Regions from separate parts of the Sus scrofa genome. Here region 2 is linked to region 1. The links are chromatin contacts, called in public HiChIP or PLAC-seq maps. All regions are on one chromosome and are shown on one strand. Each heading gives the region's core, a stretch centred on a gene start, on an enhancer-like site or on the middle of the called end of the contact. The rest is flanking DNA. Distances are from core to core; before and after follow the strand shown.

Region 1 (5,827 bases), core at 994-3,493:
CAGGCTAGGGGTCTAATCGGAGCTACAGCTGTTGGCCTACGCCACGGCCACAGCCATGCCAGATCTGAGCCGAGTCTTCAACCTACACCACAATTCACTGCAACGCTGGATCCTTAACCCACTGAGCAAGGCCAGGGATTGAACCATCTACCTCATGGTTCCTAGCCAGAGTTGTTAACCACTGAGCCTACAACCTCATGGTTCCTCATTGGATTTGTTTCGCTGTACCATGATGGGAACTCCGAAAGTTGAGTTTAATGTTCCCTGCCATCACTCCTTCACAGGCTACATGGCCAGCCTCTGGCTAAGTGGTCCAGCCCAGCTCCAGGGCCCTGATGGACAGACAGAGGCAGCCTGGGGGTAAGGGAGAGGGGCCTAGGGATGGAGGCCAGGACTGGATTTCTGTCTTGGCTCTCCCACTTCCTGGCTCTGTGATCTTGGGCAAAGCACCCAGCCCCTGAGGCTCAGTTTCCTCATTTTAAAGTAGGAATAGTAGCCCTGCCTAACTCATAAGCTGTTGATGAGGATCAGATAAGACATGACTCAGGTAGACAATTGTGAGGGGCACGTGTGGGTAAGAAATTTTCATCAGCTCAACAGATGTATTTAAAACCTGTCCCAAGTTTGGTGCTGCTCGAGGGGGTTTAGGTGACCATTCACCTTGGTATGTGTCATCAAAAATGAGATGGGTAAACCCAACTGAAACTCTGTTCAGACAGCGAGGAGTGTGGAAGCTGTGTCAGATGAGGGACCTGGGCTCTCGAACCTGACTTGGCCATTTCCAATCCAGTGTTCTGTGAAGCTCTGGGTCAGAGCCAAGTGTCAAAGGACTTAGGTCAGAGATGGTAGATTTTAGCTCAGTCTTGGGTAAATTTTCCCTATCCAAGGAAACGCCACCTTAGGAAGTAAGGAGATTCCTGCCCCTGGAGGGCTTCGAAGCCTGGCCCCTGTCTAGAAGCTGGGGGTCAAGCTTGATGTTGCCTGAGTCCCTCTTCCTTCTCTGAGGTCCTAGGGGTTCTGGCAGCCCTCCCAGCTCTAATCACAGGCCCTGGACCCTGCCCAGTAGGTACGCACCCTATTCCTCCGAAGCCACAAACCTCACAAACCACCTTCCTTGTACCTACGCACACCAGGAAGGTCTTAGATGCTCTAGGTTTCTTGTTTGTTGTTTGTTCTACACCACAGCCCCATAGCCCTTCTTGTCCCACATCCTTATCTGAGGATTCTCAGGCCTTGTGCTCCTACAACCCTCCAGTCCTTGGAGGGCAGCTCCAGAATCTGTTTCTGTTCAAGGTTAAGGTGTTGGTAGTCTTCGAGCATGTCTTCAGAAATACCCAGGATGGGGCAGTGTGAGCCCAGGCAGATTTCCTCTGGGAGGGATGTGGATGGGCTCTTCTGGCACATCCCCTCCCAGGGAGCAGCACCCAGAGCCCAGGGGGAGGGAAGAGGGAGATGGGGGAGGGCAGAAGGAGGTGGGGGCAGGGGCAGGGGCAGGGGGAGGTGGCTCGTGGGGTAGCACTCCATGGTTGTACTGTGCATATGCCTACAGATCTCTCTCACTGTTACATAATCGAGGTATTTTTTTCCCTCCTTATTTTAGATCCTGGTGCCATCTGCCCTGCTTTTCATGCATTACTAGCTGGAGGTTAGGTCTGACTTGGCCACCCAGTTCTACCCCTTCCTGGGTGAGAGACTTGGGGTGGTCTATTTCCTTGTGTGTAAAATGTCTTACTCCCAGGGCTGCTGTGAGAACCCGGGGAGAGGAGGAGTTGGGCGGGCTGCCTACTGGGCCCAGGCCTGCACAGATGTGCCGGTTGTTCTCTGGCAGTCGGGGCCTGGTGCTACCCAAGCCGAGGGAGCCTCTGCTTGCTCATGTCTGCACCTGCACCAGAACCACTTGGCACAGCTTTGCAGGGCCAGGCCATTTGAAATGCAGGAAGTAAGCAGGTCTCACAAGAGGAGAGTCTGGCAGTCCCCCATCATGGGGAGCAGAGGCACACGTGGCAGGCAGGGCCAGGCTAGCCAGTCACCTGCTCTCCCAGCCCTTGGCCTCAGGGAAAGGGGGACGGGGGTGGGAAGGGGCTGTAACAAGGTGCTGGCAGGAGCAGCTCTCAAAAAGCCCTCACCCAGCCTCCAGCCATCAGGGGAAGGGCCGTTCGGGCTGAAGCACCAGCCCATGGGTCCCCATAGACAGAGATACTACTGGACAAAGTTTCAGGGTCTAGCCCCGCCCAGCCCCCCTCCTCCCTTCCCCAAGTTCCAGGCTTTGCCTCAGACCCAGAGCAGCCTGCTCAAGGTTACACCCTGCAGAGGTGGCAGAGTGGCCCCAATTCGGCCTTCTCCTGGCACCAAGCTCCACATTTAAGCCAGCAAGCTCTTAGAAGAGCGGAAAAGTTGTCACTGAGGAGGTTTGTGTCTTTGTGCCTGGACTGTTTCTGAGTTGGAGATCACGAACCCTTTCAACACTTTGAGACCTCAGGCTCTGGTGGCTGGGAGCTCCCAAATCAGCAGCTGGGGCCTCTCCTGCAGCGAAGGAGGCAGAGCGCCCTCTTGCGGCAGGCGTGGCCATCCAGGACAAGGCGGAAGTCCTGATTTGAACCGTAGGGCTGGAACTCAGGACCCTCTGCTACCTGGAGAAGGGTGTTGCCTGGTTTTGGTCCAGACATACAGGCTCCGGGCAATTGCAGGGATACTAGCCTTCAAACCCAAGCCCAGGAAGTGATAACACAGACACTGCTTAGTGCCCTGGTTTTATTAAAATTAAGGCCATAATAGGAAGGTGAGCTATCAATAAGGCCACCCTGAGAGTCACAGAACAGGTGTGTGTGTGTGTGTGTGTGTGTGAGAGAGAGAGAGAGAGAGAGACAGACAGATGGGGTACCTGGACCCGCCCCTGGGGGAGAAGATGCCACAGTGCCCATCCTATGTATCACGGCTTCTATCAAGGATGCCCCTTCAACATGGGTCCCACGCCAGGTAGAATCAAGCAGACACAAACCAGAAACAAATCACCTCTTAGTCAATGAGCTGCTCCACACAAGTGTGTCCTAAGACAGGCTGGAGAAATCTCAAATGGAGATCTCCAGAATGTCACCACCCCCTCCTCACAGTCAGCTCTGAATCACTGGCTGCAGGCTGCACCCAGCAGCACCACAGACATGCAAAGAGATGCAGGGCGGGCACATGATGGTATGTACGGCTCATGTGAGGCTACAGAGCTCATCAGAGGATCCTTGGATAACTGGGCCCAGAGCAGCCCTGCGACATAAAATGTGAAGCCTTTTGGAGTTCCCATTGTGGCTCAGCAGGTTAAGGACCTGATGTTGTCTCTGTGAGGATGCAGGTTCAATCCCTGACCTCGCCCAGGGAGTTAAGGATCCCCAGCTTCTGCAAGCTGTGGTGTAGGTCACAGACGCAGCTTGAATCGGGTGTGGCTGTGGCTGGCAGCTGCAGCTCCAATTTGACCCCTCGCCTGGGAACTTCCATGTGCTACAGCTACAGCCCTAAAAAGAAAAAAAAATTCGTGGAGCCTTCCTAAGAAGAGGCAGGAATACACAATTTGGACCTTTATATTTTATATAAAGCAGTATAAAAAAACCGACCTATAAAGCAACGAAAGGGTAATTCATGTATCCTCTGTGGGCCAAAACTTCATCATGTACAAAAGAAAAAAAATTTTTTTTGTCATTTTTACTCATGAGGCTGGTTTAAGGATCAAGTGAGACAAATTTTTTGAACTGATGTTCTGTCTTAAAAATGTAAAGGATTTGGGGAGTTCCCGTCGTGGCGCAGTGGTTAACGAATCTGACTAGGAACCATGAGGTTGCGGGTTCAGTCCCTGGCCTTGCTCAGTGGGTTAAGGATCTGGCGTTGCCGTGAGCTGTGGTGTAGGTTGCAGACGTGGCTAGGATCCCGAGTTGCTGTGGCTGTGGTGTAGGCCGGGGGCTACAGCTCCGATTAGACCCCTAGCCTGGGAACCTCCATATGCCACGGGAAGCAGCCCTAGAAAAGGCAAAAAGACAAAAAAAAAAAAAAAAAAAAAAAAAAAAAAAGTAAAGGATTTGGCTTCTAGTTTACAATAAATCTGTTGTTAATTTAACGACATCTCACAAAAAATCTTTGTATAAAATCAACCTCAGAAATTTCTGACAGATGCACCATGTTTGCCCTGAGGTTTGAGGGTCCTGCCCACCACTCTGCACCCCGATCGAGAAGGTCCAGCCAACTTACTGGGCACATGAGTTGGGCTAGGTGACCAGCTTGGGTTAATGGTCAAACTGGCCATAGGTCCTCCTGGGATGGGGATAATCCACAAATGGGTAACCAAGAGGTGAGGACATAAGCTCCTCCCCCTCCCTCCCTTCTTCCTCTCCCCGCACCCAGGGCTCCCCAGCAGAGGCCAGTGTGACACTCCTCAGTGTATGTAGATCCTGTCGGAGATGGCTCCAGGCAAGTGGGTCATGATCTGCATTCGCACCCACCAGTAGTAGTCCATGGGGTGGTAGCGAGTGTAGGGGGTGGTGGAGGTCAGGGCGTGGGTGACAGCATTGATGACGGGAGACGTGTCCGTGGAGCCGCTGTTGCAGAAGTTCTCCATCCTGGCGACCATCTCATCAAAGTACTTCCTGCCGTAGTCTTGACGCACCGCCTCGGGCACCTGCTCCCACATCTTAGTGGCGATGGCCCGGATGCGCTCAGGGCTGTAGAGGCTGGTGGCGACGATGAAGTTGCCGGGCTCCACCACGCTGACCTTCACTCCCAGAGGGTGCATCTCGTAGCGCAGGCAGTCAGAGAAAGCCTCCACCCCGAACTTGGTGATGCAGTAGGGGGAGCGGCTCACATTGGCCAAGCGGCCCATTATGCTGCTGATGTTGACCACGCGGCCTGCGGAGGGAGACAGCAAGCCCCTGCTCAGGACGCACCGCATGAGGACGAGGGCCTGGCACATTTCCCAAGGTCTGGCTGGAACCTGGCTTCCAACCCCTGACACTTGCTTTGCTGTCTGCCAGGCTGGGGCTTGGCCTTCTGAACCATCAGGGACAGGGGGCCTTCTCATTTATAGTCAAGGCCACCTCGGGTCCATACAGCAGCATCCGCAGGCCGGATATTTCCTGGATAGCCAGCTGCACCCGGGCAGCACAGGGAAGGAGAAGCATGAGAAGCAGCCCTGCATAGCAGGAGGCCACAGTATAACTGGGCAGCACAGCTAAGCTATTGTCAGTAACCCCGAATTGTTATCACTTGGCTGCTAAGCCAGTAGGGGCACGGTGCCCAACTTGACTTCAGGGCTAAAGCATGTGGGTATAGTCTCAGGCACAGAGCCGGGAGGAGACCTGGGGGTGTTAGGAGCTGACCACAGCCTCTCCCAGCCCTGGGACAGTGGGTGGAGGAAGAGTCCATCCAGCCCTCAGAGTAAGCCCGGGTGGACTTGAGACCTGATGGCCTTGGATGTGCATGCAGGAAGCTAAGGCACAGCCCCATTCTGGGCACTGTGGGGAGGTACCTTTCAGAAACCTCTAAGTCAGAAGTCAGTGAAGGGTTGGGGTTTTCTTCTAAAACCATACTGCTGCTCTCTGGGTTCATCCTGTCATGGCTGGGACCTTGGGATAGAGCCCACGAAACTCCCCCTTTTAGCCAAAATTAATTGTAGGGAGAAAAATTTGAGTCAGTTTCTTCTTAGGTGGTTTGCTGACATTTGGCTACCGAGCATAGTTCGGGTGTTTTGTCTGTTTTTGCAATTTCTAATCTTGCTTATTATTATTTATCATTTTTACTTACTACCACAATTGTCTATTTTTTTTTTCCATCATACTGTTTTCCATAGCGG
Region 2 (5,827 bases), core at 946-3,445, 110 kb before region 1:
CCTTCTGGCTCCTCTACCCCAGCCCTGTCCTCTGAGGGCCCCAGGGTTTACTTCATTCTCTCCCCTGTCTCACTGTGCAAATGTGAGTTGGGAACGAAAGCCCCCAATCCTTGCACCTGCCTTCTCAGATTCTCCAAGAAGGGTGAGGGGAGACCCAGGAAGAGGACTGTGCATCCCAAGGCTCCATGTAAAATGCTGACTCTTGGCACAAAAATGCAGAGATAATGTTGTTTTGAAATATTTTTAGGAGCGTTTCTGTATCTTAAACATCTCGTTGCTCTGTGGTGGCCCATTCCCTGGAGCAGGGCGTGTCAGTGCTTCAGGGGAAGGGCAACATTTGCCTTTGCTGAGGTTTCACTGTCAAATCAGATTTCCATGCATCCCAAGGCTGACAATAGGCTTGAAAGTCAAGGGCTAGGGAGAGAGGATTTTCTAAAGGCCTGGAGGATGGGATCACAGAATTTTATCAGTCCCTCCCGAGGCAGGAGGAGGAAGCGTGGGAGCCCAACCTTCTATTTCCAACAGATCATGGGAAAAGGGAGATGGGGTGGGGGCTGCCAGATAAGCATGTGTCTTCATCTCCCCTCCCCAGGTCCCAGTCTTGGGGGGAGTCATGTTTGCTAGGTCAAGGAGAATACTGTGCCCTCTTGTCAGAGTCTGCAGGGACAACCGCATACATTCCCTGCACACGTGTGAGTATCTCTGGCCACATTAAAGGAGAGGCAGCACGGTGTGGGAATCTCGGGGGCTCCTGGAGGATGATAAAGAACTTAGCTGAAAGTCTGGCTGGGGAGCTGGGGGCAGGGGCAGGGCTTGGCACTGTAGCCGATATCAACGGCCTTTGTAAGTTCTCCGAGAAGTCTAGCCAGGCCTTGGGCCTTGTGGGGCCCAGAGAAAATCCTAGAGGAGCCAAGTCAGCACAGAGACAACTGAGCCCTGGCCAAATTTGCAGCAGACGTCAGCAGCACATCCATCCATTACCTGTGGCCCAGTGGGAGCCCTCAGACCAGCCAACTCTCCACCACGGCTGCACGACAGACTTTCCCCCTGCCATGAGTGAGCCCCGGGTCCACTCCCAAAGGTTCTTGGGTGAAGCATTGGTATTTTTGTAGAAAGCATTCTGGGCTTGGAACGAGGGAAGTGGACTGCTTCCCTTCAGGATTAGAAATATCCTCCAACCCCAAGGCTAGGACCAGGGTGACGCAAGAGAGGCACGGAGGATGCACAGTGTCCGGAGGTGCTCACTGTCAAGGTCACATCAGTGTAGCCTGGGCTCCCCACAGTGTCTCCTTTCATGCGCCCAGGTGCTACCCTGCCTCGCCTAAGCCTGCGCCACCTTGACTTCAGGTAGGTTCCTTCCCTGGCTGCCTGAAGAGGTAACTCAGGCCACCAGGCCTGCTCCTTTAAAAGGCACCAGAAGGTTGCTGATGAAAGTGTCATGAGGTCGGAGTTCCGGTCATGGCTCAGTGGTTAACAAATCCGACTAGGAACCATGAGGTTGCGGGTTCGATCCCTGCCCTTGCTCAGTGGGTTAAGGATCCGGCGTTGCCGTGAGCTGTGGTATAGGTTGCAGACACGGCGCGGATCCTGTGTTGCTGTGGCTCTGGTGTAGGCCAGCAGCTACCGCTCTGATTCGACCCCTAGCCTGGGAACCTCCATATGCCGCGGGAGCGGCCCAAGAAATGGCAAAAAAAGACAAAAAAAAAAAAAAAAAAAAAAAAGAAAGTGTCATGGGGCCAAGAGACCTCTGGGGACTGGGCTCAGAAAGAGAGTGGGCAGAAAACCAAAGAATGAACAGACCAAACCCTTACCTTATGTGCTTTGCCAGTTTCTGGGATGAGAATGACATGACATGACCATTGGCTGCAAGATACAGCTTAGTCATTTCCACCAGGCCTCCAAAGCCAGGACATTTTGGTTTAACGTGCTGTGGGGGATGGTGGCCGAGGCCCAGGACTCTTTAGAAAGGGATTCTAGTTGCACAAAGCAAAGTGTGCTCATGTTCTGTTACAGTCACAGAGACCAAGAGGGTGCGCCTGCCTCCAGCAGCGTGTGAGTGAGCTTGGGGGGCCCCTGCCTGGCCCTGGATTGCTCATCCATGGTCTCACCCAGAAATCCGTGCCCGAGGCAGTGAATCAGAAGTCTGCACCGTGGAAGGCAGACTTCTGAGGAGCATTTGGAACCGATTAGCTGGTTAGTGTGAGCTCAGGGCCCCAGTGAATGGCCCAGTACTGTGTGAAAGCGCGGGGCCTTACACGCTGGGACAAACGCCCTCTTTGTCAGTAATAAGTGACCTTTGTTTCCCTCTGCCCGGCCTCCCCGCCTCCCCGCTTCATCCTGGCCTCAGCCTGGCTCCCGGGTCCTCCAGAAGGAAACCTGACCTGGCCTTGCCAATGGAATTGGACAGCCTGAGCTCCAGAGAGCAGACATGGGGGTGTCACTCTGTGTTTTCATCCAAAGTTGTTCTCACCAGGCCTAGGGACAAGGGCAGAGCTGTGTCCTGAACTGTGTCAGAACATCTTTAAATTCTGGCTCTGTTGTCTCCTTTTTCTCCGCCTTGACATCAGCCAGGAGAGCTGTCAGCCAGCAGAGGAAGAGGAGGGAAGCAGGAGACAGCTCCCCATCACTCTTGGGCTCCCAGTCGCTGCTCAGGGCCCTGTCAGCAGCCTCTGGTCCCAGGTCAAAAATCTCCAGTCCTGAACCACTTTTCTTTAGAATGAGAGGTCTGACTTCTTCAGATCTGCTGGCAGAGGGGACCTGACTGCCCTTGGGGGCTCTGGAGAGGGCGAAGATGGAAGCAGCCACTGAGGCTTTCTAATGAACTAGGCCTCTCCTTTCTCTCAGTCTTGGTTTCTGCTGAGAGAAGCAGCATCAATGACCCATAAAACTTAAGCGCTTTTCCCCTGCTCATTTGCTGAGATCTATTCATCTCTTCCGATAGGCAGCAGCGAACCCATCTGCAAGACACCTGGTCTTGATTTAATTAATGCAAAGCAGAGGAACATCAGGCAGGTAAAAATGTGTAATTGGCAAGAGTGTCTCAAGATTGTCTTTGTTGGGTCCCCCCTCCTCCCCTTTCTAGGCAGTGGGAGGGGCTCTGAAGGAGCCAAAGGCAAATACAGCTTAATTCCATCTTGAGCAATTGCTTCAGAAAGCCCGTGAAAAAAAAAAAAAACTGCTGGCTGTTTAACTCAGCAATTTGAGCTTGCATTTGGGAACATCATCAAACTGTACATGCTTTGATCTTTTTTATGCTTCTGTACATAAGGAAAACCAAGTACACCTAATTCCTGGGCCGTGTTGTCATAAGCATTAGAGACTCTTGGCACGTGGCCACGGGTCGGAGGCTGGAGAGGGGCCGGCTTTGTGGGAGGAGGAAACAGCTGGATGCCTTGGAGTGAACACGGCCAGAGCAGCCAAGAGACCAGCGCTCTGATCCCTGTTCCCCAGATGACACTGGGCAGGACTGCCCCCTCCTGACCTCTATGTTCCAGTCTTAAAATAAGGGGTAAGGTCAGATGATTGCTAAATTTCCAAGTCCTCCCTCCCTGACCTCCCAGGCTCTGCTGTTCTTTGCTTCAAGGAAACACATTCTTTCTCACACCACAAACCCAGAGAGGAGAAAGTTTAAGCAAGGGCAAAGGTAATTAGGTACAGACACTGGCACTGCAGGCTTGATTATCAAAACGTTTAAGGGAAAGATAACCAATTGTGGATTATTTGATTCCTTGAAACAGTGGAGCCCCTCAGGTGCAGGGTAGAACCTGCAGCCACAGGAGGAGACAAAAAATTCACTGGCCCCTGGGGGGTTTGTGGGGCATCTGTCACTTTAGCCTTAATCAGCATCACACGCTCTCCTACAACACTAGAAAACCACGTGGGTTTTATGCAATCACCCAAATTAAACCAATACCATTGCCTTCCATGCTACAGCATGCCCAGCTGCTATGAAGGAAGAAAAGTAGAACTGTTCATCCTGTTGGTCTTTTAGGGTTACGCAGTAAATTTATAACAAGAGAAAGACATTCTCAAGGAGACTTATCTTCCAGTTCTTAAGGAGCCTGGATGCCCACCTCTGTCTGTCAAGTCCTATTCGTCCTTCAAGGACCAATTCCATGCCACCTCCCCTGGAAAGCCTCTCCTGATACCCTTGATACCCCTAAGACCCCCAGGTATCAGGACCAGTTGGTTGGTACCATTCAACTGGTTATCCTACACCAATATTGCACTATTTTTGATTCAGTATGTGTCTTATTCTCTTATTTCTCCCCAAGGGCAGGAACTACTGAGGCACAGGAAGGACAGATTTTTTTTTTCTTTTTATGGCTGCACTTGTGGCATATGGAAGTACCCAGGCTTGGGGTTGAATTGGAGCTGCAGCTGTCAGCCTACACCACAGCCACAGCAATGAGGGATCTGAGCTGCATCTGTGACCTAAGCCACAGCTTGCAGCAATGCTAGATCCTTAACCCACCGAGCAAGGCCAGAGATGGAACCCGCATCCTCACAAAGACAACATCAGGTCCTTAACCCACTGAGCCACAATGGGGACTCCAGGACGGATTTTGTTGGAGTGTTCACTGTCCTGACTGTGAGATTGTACAAGAATCTTCTAAGTCTTAACTGAGGAAAACTGTGTAAAGGGGGCACGGGATCACTGTATTATATCTTATAACAGTGTATGCATCTGTAATTATCTCCAAATTAAAAATTTAATTAAAAGCAAAACAGGCAAAATCCTAAGACCTTAAAGAGCGAAGAAACTCAAGATATCCCCTAGTCCTGTCTTTAGCCAGTAGATTAATTTCTGCCACAGCATCCCACATAGAGATTTACCAGCCTTTTTCAAATTCCAGCAATGGAGAATTCACTCTCTCGGGGGGGGGGGGGGGGACATTCCATTTTCAGACAATTCCAATTCTATTCTGAAACAAACTGGCCAGGCTCTAACTTCCCCTTGGATCCCACGCAGAAGAAGCTGCTTCTTATCTCCATGACAACTCTTCAGGTACGTGAAGCTGGCCACTACGTTCACCTGGGTCTCCTCCAGGCTGCAGGGTTTCCATTCCCTTATCTCCTTAGTTTTGCGTCTTCATACCATTCCGAGCCTTTTCTCTGAATGTACCTCACGTGTTCCTCTGGTCTCAAACAAGATTCCACAGCCTCCTTTGTTTTGGACACTGCACTGGCTCCAATGCAGTTAGAGACCCCATTAGCATTTTTATGCTACCTCCATCCCATTGGCTCCTATTAAATGAAGAGCCCACAATACAGTCTTTCTGTTAAACCAGCCACAGTCAAGCTCCCCGCCCCTGACTTTGGCAATTAACGTGTTTTGTTTTGACTCAAAAGGAGTGTTACATTTCTCTATACCTGCTGCAGTTCAGCTGACAACTTGAAGGAGGTCTGCGTCTGCGGTGGGATGTGGATGACTGGGAGTGAGAAGATGTGTGCACTTGAGCATGCCGCCATGGGTTGGCCTGCATCCTGCAGCAATGTGCCCAGCGATGTCTGAGTGCTTCCAGTGCTGGCAACCCTAGGGTATTGCTCATTGTTGTTGAATAGCAAGATAGGTTTATTTTTATAACAAGTATTTACTGCAGAACAGCCTAGCAGAACCTCCTGGGTTTCACAACTCTTCTGGCTCTATTACGTACGCAGAATGATGCCAGCCCGACTCCCATCCTCATTCCCCATCCCCTTAGAGACACCGACTGGGAACCAGAGCCTCAGGTTAAGGCCGTCAAGCATCTGTGTCTGCGGCTCAGGAAGACAGGGAGGATGCCTCTGCGGGACACTCGAGGGCAGAGTGGTGTTACCCCTAACT

What was found. HiChIP or PLAC-seq counts read pairs in DNA pulled down with a chosen protein or histone mark.
Region 2: a contact with region 1 is called in an H3K27ac HiChIP or PLAC-seq map of skeletal muscle, with 2.7 times the contacts expected there. The contact joins two enhancer-like sites. A contact is called at or near these places in 4 of 47 Hi-C or Micro-C datasets (embryonic fibroblasts, epiblast stem cells and fetal heart ventricle) and 1 of 2 datasets of contacts at active chromatin or transcription factors (skeletal muscle).

What each region holds. Positions count from the first base shown.
Region 1 is chr13:132,644,182-132,650,008 of Sscrofa11.1, reverse strand. BDH1 (D-beta-hydroxybutyrate dehydrogenase, mitochondrial) reads right to left here. Exons shown (of 7, transcript XM_021070089.1): 7 at 2,738-4,884. The coding sequence ends at 4,415. Among named protein-coding and RNA genes, the nearest start is that of BDH1, 45 kb to the right of the region's middle. Within about 2 kb of position 2,243, at least 11 of the 83 cell types and tissues checked have an H3K27ac peak or open chromatin away from gene starts, as enhancers often do. A contact at or near this core is called in skeletal muscle, where this site is marked.
Region 2 is chr13:132,752,334-132,758,160 of Sscrofa11.1, reverse strand. No RefSeq gene overlaps it. Among named protein-coding and RNA genes, the nearest start is that of DLG1, 65 kb to the left of the region's middle. Within about 2 kb of position 2,195, at least 46 of the 83 cell types and tissues checked have an H3K27ac peak or open chromatin away from gene starts, as enhancers often do. A contact at or near this core is called in skeletal muscle, where this site is marked.